Linked DNA regions of Mus musculus: all the other regions are linked to region 2. A link is a contact called in public Hi-C data. All regions are on one chromosome and are shown on one strand. Each heading gives the region's core, a stretch centred on a gene start, on an enhancer-like site or on the middle of the called end of the contact. The rest is flanking DNA. Distances are from core to core; before and after follow the strand shown. Region 1 has its middle 55 kb from the start of Gm42188. Region 2 holds the start of Dnajc5b (DnaJ heat shock protein family (Hsp40) member C5 beta). Region 3 has its middle 32 kb from the start of Gm42188.

Region 1 (2,840 bases), core at 103-2,602, 79 kb before region 2:
TTCAGAAGCTACACTCCCAGTCTACAGTTCAGAAACTTCTTAGGCAACTGGATGGTATTCTGGTAGACTAAACAATAAAATGGATATTGACACTTGGAAAATAAGTTGTCCTTATATATGTAAGCCTCTGACTCAGGTATGGGAAGAAAAACATAAAAGAGCAATGATTAAACAAAATTACAAAACAACAAACCCAAGAAGGTGATGAAGGTAGAAACAATGTTACATTCCCCAAAGGATTCTTATGTGAAGAATCCCTAAGGTGTATCACAGAAATGAAAGAAAAATTAGATGTAAATCTATGTAACAAATGAAGCCACTGCAGTCAGAGAACTTTAGCAGAAGTTTGGAATCCTAAGGCCTTTGTTATGTCTAAGAGTGCAGAGAGTGGATTTCTGAAGCCATTTGCAGGGTGTGGCTGAGTGTAGCCCTCCTGGGCAAGAATGCAATGTTTTCTCACTCACCTGGAGACTGATTCCAATAGATTTCTTTTCTTTCTTTAAGTTTTTAAAAATTTATTTATTTAACTTATGTGTATGAGTACACTGTCACTCTTCAGACACACCAGAAGGGGGCATCAGATCCCATTACAGATAATTGTGAGCCACCATGTGGTTGCTGGGACTTGAACTCAGGACCTCTGGAAGAGCAGTTAGTGCTCTTAACTGCTGAGCCATCTCTCCAGCTCCAATGGATTTCTTATTAGAGTCTGTGTGAAACGTGAAATACAGAGGAAGCAAGTAACACTCAGGTTTTTGGCCCACGAAGCTGATCCATGGTTTTAGAATTGAATGAGTCTGGGAGGGGAAAAGATGGCCAGAGGCCCTTCTCTCCAGCTCTTCACCTCCAGCCTTCACCTTATTTCCTGGTCCTTCTTTAAAGCCTCATGTGAAAAAAACAAATACACTCCCCTGCTTCTCTTTTACATAGCAGCCTAGAGGCCCTCAGCTGATGAGTCAGGTCTGTCTCATGCCTGTTAGAAAGCTGGGCTCCAGCCTGCTGTGCTGGTGCATGCCTTTACTTCCAGAGCTTGGGAGGCAGGCCTAGCTGTATCTCTCTGCATTTGAGGCCAGCCTGGTCTACATAGTGAATTCCAGGAGATCCAGAGCTACATATTGAGGCTCTGGCTCAAAACCAAAACTCAAAGGAAGCTGGGTTCCCACACATCTTCTTTCTGATGATCTTTCTTTGTTTTCCCCACATAAGGTTAAGAAACTATCTGTAAGATAAACTGAAGGAATAAACTTCAAACATTGCCCCCAAACAAGTACCGACAAACAGCAATCGGGTGAACACTCAGAAAGACTAGCCTTCTGGCCAGGTTTTGGGATTAATGGGCTTTGTGATGAGTCACACTTTAAGTCTGCTTTGCTAAATCTTGCCCCTTGGCATGTGGCACTGTTGATGTAAGGCAGAGACAAGAGAACTACCTGTTTCTATGTCAACTACAGTGACTTCTAGACAAGAGAGTGCTCTATTGAAAATGGGTTGTGAGGTCAGTATGCAGCTCCAGACATCAGGTGTGTGGTGCAAGAGACTCAAAGATGGTACTTGCTTTTCCTTAAGTGGTTGGAGTTTTCTCTTAGAGCTCTGGGAATACTTCCTGGTCCTGGCAAACTCTTACTCATAGCCTCTCCCCGACCACAAGTCATCCAGGAGGCAGCTCCTGTTGCAGAGAGAAGTGAACAGGAAATGTCTTCATCAGGGTTGTAGGTCACCCACATGACTGAGGTTTCTGTGCAGCGCTGTGCATCTTGTGTATCTCTGCTTACGGCTCATAGACCCTGCCTCTTTCCTTCTAGTGCAGCGTGAGGCCCTTTTCCCAGCCCCTTTCTACAATCTCTGTTATTTTTGCTTTTTATCAGCCTGTGTCTTTCCCTAGTAGGACACTGTTCCATTGCTTGAAAAGTGGTCTGATTCACAGCCTCTATGCTTGTGTGGTTCGAGCATCCAAACTTCTGGCTCCCTATGAGATAGCAGACCCCTAGTCCAGCACAAACCCACAGGACTCTTTGTATACTCTTTACTCTTCCTGTCCTGGGTTGCTGCCTGTCTGTATTCTGAGCCACACTCCCACAGCTCCTCTGTGGACATGTGATGTGTTTATGCAAAAACTACTTCTTGTGGTGTGCTTGCTTTGCATGCTCAGTTGATGTGGTTATACCTCGTCATATGTTTTTATATATTTTGTGACATTTCTTTTGGGTGTCCTGGGTATGTAATGGTTCAGTAATACTTCCGCTCTCTAAAATGTTTGCTATAATCATGGGACTTGTTTTGCACAAGAAAACGTGAACAGAAGTGACATTGTTACCACTGGGTGGAGGCTTGAAGAACTGTTGTGTGTGTTAGCATATTCTCTTTTTCCTTCCAAGGCTAGTACCATCAATCAGAAATCCAATAGAAATCATGTATGAAATTAAAACACTTCAGTAGTTACATTTCAAAAGAAAAAGTCAAAATTAATTTTAACAATATAGTTTATTCAGTCTGACTAAGTAAATAAATCATTCAACAGATAATAAGTTACATTTTACCCTTTCATGTTAAATGTAAGATTTAATGTATATTTCACAATTATTTCTCTAGCCAGATGAGCCACATTTCAGCCTCAATAGGTGTGTATGGATAATGACTATAGTTATCTTTGGTATCCATTGATAGTCAATTCCAGGAAGGCCAGCTGATAAAATCTGCAGATGTTCAAGTACTTCATATAATTGTGACAGAGGGTTTGCATATAACGTATGTCAAACCACTCTCATGTGTATTTAATCATCTCCAGATGACTTTATAATACCTAACATAGTTAAATATAGGGTAAGTAGTTTTTATACTCT
Region 2 (3,031 bases), core at 109-2,608:
GGATTTTACTGCTGTGAACAGATACCATGATCAAGGTGTCTTTTATAAAGGACAACATTCAATTGGGGCTGGCTTACAGGTTCTGAGGTTCAGTCCAATATTATCATGGCAGGAAGCATGGCAGTGTCCAGGCAGGCATGGTGCTGGAGGAGCTGAGAGTTCTACATCTTGTTCAGAAAGGTAAACAGACCCCTCAACAGAGGAATGGATACAAAAAATGTGGTACATTTACACAATGGAGTGCTACTCAGCTATTAAAAAGAATGAATTTGTGAAATTCCTAGGCAAATGGATGGACCTGGAGGGCATCATCCTGAGTGAGGTAACCCAATCACAAAAGAACTCAAATGATATGTACTCACTGATAAGTGGATATTAGCCCAGAAACTTAGAATACCCAAGATATAAGTTACAATTTCCAAAACACATGAAACTCAAGAAGAACAAAGACCAAAGTGTGGACACTTTGCCCCTTCTTAGAATTGGGAACAGAACACCCATGGAAGGAGTTACAGAGACAAAGTTTGGAGTTGAGACAAAAGGATGGACCATCTAGAGACTGCCATATCCAGGGATCCACCCCATAATCAGCCTCCAAATGCTGACACCATTGCATACACTAGCAAGATTTTGCTGAAAGGACCCTGATATAGCTCTCTTGTGAGACTATGCCGGGGCCTAGCAAACACAGAAGTGGATGCTCACAGTCAGCTATTGGATGGATCACAGAGCCCCCATGGAGGAGCTAGAGAAAGTACCCAAGGAGCTAAAGGGATCTGCAACCCTATAGGTGGAACAACATAATGAACTAACCAGTACCCCGGAGCTCTTGACTCTAGCTGCATATGTATCAAAAGATAGCCTAGTAGGCCAACATTGGAAAGAGAGGCCCATTGGACTTGCAAACTTTATATGCCCCAGTACAGGGGAATGCCAGGGCCAAAAAGTGGGTGTGGGTGGGTAGAGGAGTGGGGGGGGGAGGGTATGGGGGACTTTTGGGATAGCATTGGAAATGTAAATGAGGAAAATACCTAATAAAAATTTTTTTAAAAAAAGATAAACAGAATACTGGCATCCCCAGGCAACTAGTAGGAAGCTCTCTCAAAGCCTACCCCCATAGTGACACACTTTCTTCAACAAGTCCACACCTCCTAATGGTGCCACTCCCTGGTCCAAGCATATTCCAACCACCACAGTCTTCAATGTTTCTTTCCGGAGATTTCAAAAGGTCCTGAGTGCTAAAGTAAATGAAAATTGAGAGACTGTTAGTGATGTGGGTGGGAAGATCTCAGCTGGGTAGTGGGGGTAGGGAAAATTCTAGTCTATGACATCACAATACCCAGCATAGACTAGAGCTTAGCATCTGAGAAGGAAAAGCAACGGAGGCTCAGTTATTGACAGAGCAGGGGAAGAACACTCGTGGAAGGACCCAGAAGGATCAGCCAGCCATGCCTCCAGTTCAGGTACAAGGTACATGACTTTTGCTAAGCTAATCACAGGACTCAATAGTGTCTAAAGGAAAAGAAGACACTTACACGGGTACCTATTTTTTTTAAGGGATGGTAGGAATCCAGAGGGGCTTCCAGCAGAAGTAAAGCTGGTATATCCAGGAGGCTATGAAGCCACAAAACACAGGCATTTATAAAGTTCTCAGATAACCACTGGCCCCTCCTCAACTTCTGGGAAAGTGCAAAAAGCACTGGTGTCTCCAGTGGTCAGTTCGTGGTTATTTTCTAAAGGGACTCACTCATTCTATGATATTCTTCTACACAGGAGTTTTGGTTTTTAGTGACTTCTCCCAGGATGACAGAGAAGAGTGAATATTTTAAATATTTAAGTGAAAGAATAATTTTAATAGAGATGGTTTTAAAAATACAACAAAAATTAATATAAGGAGGAGAAAGGTGTATTATGGGTTAACAATAGAGATTAACTTCAAAGTCTAGTTTTGAAATTCCAAGACTTCAGAGGCAAAAGGCCACCCCTAGGGACAGTGGAAGAGAGAGAGGCCTTGTGGTTGAGAAGTCAAGTTGCACAGTTCATCTGCTTTTACCCCTACTCCACTCCTCCCATGTCTAGGGACTCAGCAGTGAATCGTTGCTGGACGTGTGAACAGTTCTGTTTTCTTTACTTTGCTTTGGGGTTTTGGCTTCTAAAGTATTTGTTTCTTCCTGGAGGCCTAGAAAGACTCCAAGTGACAGCAAATAGCCGTTCTGTTTAGCAGCAGGCGGAGCTTAGGATTGGTGCCAGGCCCTGACTCATCTCTGTTTGGACTCCCTTGGGTCTTAACACAGAGCAACTCCACAGTCAGAGGCTAGGACTACTCAAACAGGCTTTTCTGATCATGGTCTGCAAGAGCCGTGTTAGGACACTGTGGAAGGAGCAGCCTGGGGCTCTGATTCGGATCAGTAACCTACAGGACACACCAGGCACAGTAGACAAGAAAGGGGATCAAATCCACCTGGGATACAGTTTTCACTCAGCTTCCAACAATCATGCATGTGTATCACAGCAGTAAGACCAGGGCCCCGACACTCTACGAAAGCAGCAGTAACCCATAGCATGTGAGACATTTGTTTGTTTGTTTGTTTTGTTTTGTTTTTTCGAGACAGGGTTTCTCTGTGTAGCCCTGGCTGTCCTGGAACTCACTTTGTAGACCAGGCTGGCCTCGAACTCAGAAATCCGCCTGCCTCTGCTGAGGGACCCAGAGCAAAGCAGAAGTGCCTGCTCACTGTATAGCACACATTCAACTTTCATCTGGAAGGTTGCTATGATTTTTCACAATTGAGTTATGGTCCAATTTCTTAAGACTCTGAAAACTAAACTTTCACTGATCAGTTTTTAGACTTCTTTCATTCTATAGACACCGAAAAGCCAGGCTTAGGCTTTATGTAAGCCAATAAACAGAAAACATAATTTCCTAACTCATCTGTATTTACATTTATTGACTGGAATATTCATGAACTTTGCCACGTGGCACAGGATTTTAGAGTTGTAGGGAGATCATGTAGGAAACTGCCCCAGCCCCTCC
Region 3 (2,700 bases), core at 161-2,660, 100 kb before region 2:
TCTTAGGATTCTTTATTTGTTTTAGCTTTCACATTATACCTTAAGTCACACAGCTCAAGGTCCTCATGTCATCAGTAGCACAGTTTCTAAGTTCTTAACTCTAATCTGTCTGCAAGTATTGAGAGGTTCCGGAGAGTACTAAGCAGGTAATGTAAGTAGCATTTGCCAGCAGAACAGCTTTTACACTGTGCTTACAGACGTCTGAGGAAGAGCAGGAGGCTTAGTGAGCAGAGGATGATATTAAGAGGGTATGAGTGCACGCTCTGAGAAAGGTCTCAGTACAATGAAGACTCAGTCATGCAATCATAAGATTAGTTCAGCTCACCAGAGGGAGGAGGAAGGAGTCAGGGGGCAAACTTGCAGGGAAAAAAGCAAAACCAAGGGGCAACTAGTATAAAACTGAATCCACCAGTGACATGTAGATGTAGACTCTCTCTGGCTTGCTGCTTCCTTTTGTAAGCACGTGTCTCCAGGGCCTTCATCTATTGAACATCTGACTGATACAGATTGTCTCATGATCACAAGTCATAGGCAGCACAGGCCAGTCAACTTGCCTGCATGTTTAACTCCACTTTTGTTCAGGAAACCAGTACCTCAATAATATGGAATTTTCCAATTAAATTTAAATATAATAAATTCAACCAGCCCACCAGTACTTCCTCTGGGTAAGATAGAGGAGATAGCTGTCATATTTGTTTGTTAAAGTGTAACTCCTAGGAGGATCGGATGCATTAATCTTGTGATTTTTGCTACATTATTATGTTAGAGTTCCTAGTTTTAAAGTTTTAAGATAGCTTAAGAGCTCTCTCTACATATGTATATGTTTATAAATAAATATCTATGAATGTATTCAACTCATAACTGTGTCTGTCTCTTGCTACATATCCAATTAGTCAGTTACCAGGTCATTTTCCTTATACCATACCATGAAAACATTTCGATCCTAAAATAAAATGTTAAATACATGAAATTTGCAAATCTATTTAAAAGATTGGAATAAATGACTTAATAACGTGGAGGAACTAATTGTTTGTAAGTAAGAATGATTATTTGATTATTGTAAAGCATTTTACCTGTTTAGTGTGAATTAGCCAAATGTTAGTAAAAGAATAACTAGTCATTCATACTTCATTAGAACCTTAAGGAGAAGAGCATTGTTTGTTAATTGCACATAAAATGTGAGGATGCTAGGTTTAAAATCTCCAACATTAAGTAAATATTAATTTAAAACCAAAGTAGCTGTAAATTGTTCTTTCTCGGCAAACCCCTTGGGCTTGAAAAGGCAGCACATTAACACGTTCCCATTCTGGATGAATAGAGGCTTTGTGCAGTCATTCACCATTTACGCAGCCTGTAGCACTTGTCTAGACAAGGACAATGAGCCACTTAGTGCCAAATATGAAGGGAGCAGCAGGTTCCAAGAACTCGTGGTGTGTTGTGGTTAGTGGAAGCCGTCTTCCACTAAGGCCCCCACTACTCCATCCCTTGCATAACATTCTTATTTAAAACCACGTTTTTGTAACTAAAAAGTGAAATATGCCGTTGGAATAGGGCAGACAGAGGGTGTTCTGTCTAACAGCTTTGGTTATCTGACAATAAAGCCAAAAAGCATTGCTCACAGGATTCCTGCCTGCTTAGCAGCTTGGGCATGCGCTTTAGTGAGCAGCTTTTAGGCTCTCCTGAGAAGGGAGAGTCACGTTTTTCTGTAGGGCTTTGTTGATAGCAGTTGGTTCGTCGTGGCTGTGCTGAAGCTACAGGGTTGAACATTTACCTGAATTCCTGTCGTAGTCCTTGTCCACAGAAGGCATCCCTCTTTTCATGTGTCTGTGGCAATAATGTGCCATTTTTTACAGGTGTCTGTGTGTGTGGCAGGGGTAGGTGTCGGAGGAGCTGCTTTCCATGGGATGCCAATAGGGAGGTAGGTAGTTAGTGGGTGGATTTTGTGATGTAAGATTGTCAGGGGATACGTTTCTTGAGGCAGTTCCCAGCAGCTCCCTCTTTGATAATGCTCTGTTAATTCCATAGTGAAGTCGATTTCCAGTGGCTGAGAACCCACTGGTGTGCCCTTTCCTTTAACCATCTCTATTGGGATGCAAGTTTCCTGAATTAATTTAGGTACTCCTTGGTTGGTCAATGGATCTTAGCTTTGTCTGTAATATTATTTTAATTTTATGTGTATGGCTCTCTTGCCGTATGTACTATATGTGTGCCTGGTGGTTGTAGAGGGCAAAAGAGGGAGTTAGATCTCCTGTACCTGTAGTTAGAGAGAGTTGTGGGCCACTATGTGGGTGAGGGGACGCAAACCTGGGTCCCTTGGAAGAGTAGCAAGTGGATTTAACTCAGGGATACATCTCTCCAGTGTTATTTTTTTTTTAGTTGGTTATATTTATTATGGATTTTGTGATGCTAGAGAAGAATCCAGATCCTCCAACATGCCACACAAACTATCTCTGAGCTACGTCCTAGCCTCTCAATTGACTTGATTATGATTTACTATTACATGCCATTTTCAAAAGTAGCCTCAAGTCCAAACCCCAGTGACAGAGAGTGACAGTCCCTGGAAGACTACAGAACATACAACAAAAGGGTCACTGGGCCTTTTAGTTCCCAGGGGTGACTTTAAATCTGAGTGCTTGGACTGTCAATCCTGGAGTTACTTGCCAGACAGTCCTCTTAAAAGTTAATCCTTACTGGTCAGTA

What was found. A called contact is a pair of places that touch in the nucleus more often than the background predicts.
Region 1: a Hi-C map of the NIH/3T3 cell line shows a contact between it and region 2, with 3 times the contacts expected there. The contact joins the enhancer-like site here to the promoter of Dnajc5b in region 2. A contact is called at or near these places in 2 of 15 datasets of contacts at CTCF or cohesin (CD8 T cells and pro-B cells), 8 of 484 Hi-C or Micro-C datasets (the NIH/3T3 cell line, the Patski cell line, Th2 cells and 4 more), 2 of 115 datasets of contacts at active chromatin or transcription factors (CD8 T cells and embryonic stem cells) and 2 of 9 other capture datasets (adipose tissue and pancreatic islet).
Region 3: a Hi-C map of the C2C12 cell line shows a contact between it and region 2, with 2.1 times the contacts expected there. The contact joins the enhancer-like site here to the promoter of Dnajc5b in region 2. A contact is called at or near these places in 1 of 39 promoter capture datasets (the C10 cell line), 3 of 15 datasets of contacts at CTCF or cohesin (CD8 T cells and the NIH/3T3 cell line), 10 of 484 Hi-C or Micro-C datasets (the C2C12 cell line, CD4 T cells, the Patski cell line and 7 more), 3 of 115 datasets of contacts at active chromatin or transcription factors (CD8 T cells, embryonic stem cells and fibro-adipogenic progenitors) and 3 of 9 other capture datasets (adipose tissue, macrophages and pancreatic islet).

Annotation. Positions count from the first base shown.
Region 1 is chr3:19,428,244-19,431,083 of GRCm38.p6, forward strand. No RefSeq gene overlaps it. Among named protein-coding and RNA genes, the nearest start is that of Gm42188, 55 kb to the left of the region's middle. Within about 2 kb of position 1,353, at least 135 of the 459 cell types and tissues checked have an H3K27ac peak or open chromatin away from gene starts, as enhancers often do. A contact at or near this core is called in CD8 T cells, the NIH/3T3 cell line, Th2 cells and 5 more, where this site is marked.
Region 2 is chr3:19,507,237-19,510,267 of GRCm38.p6, forward strand. It overlaps Dnajc5b (DnaJ heat shock protein family (Hsp40) member C5 beta), which reads left to right and starts at 1,359. Exons shown (of 5, transcript NM_025489.3): 1 at 1,359-1,470.
Region 3 is chr3:19,405,056-19,407,755 of GRCm38.p6, forward strand. No RefSeq gene overlaps it. Among named protein-coding and RNA genes, the nearest start is that of Gm42188, 32 kb to the left of the region's middle. Within about 2 kb of position 1,411, at least 99 of the 459 cell types and tissues checked have an H3K27ac peak or open chromatin away from gene starts, as enhancers often do. A contact at or near this core is called in the C2C12 cell line, cortical neurons and muscle stem cells, where this site is marked.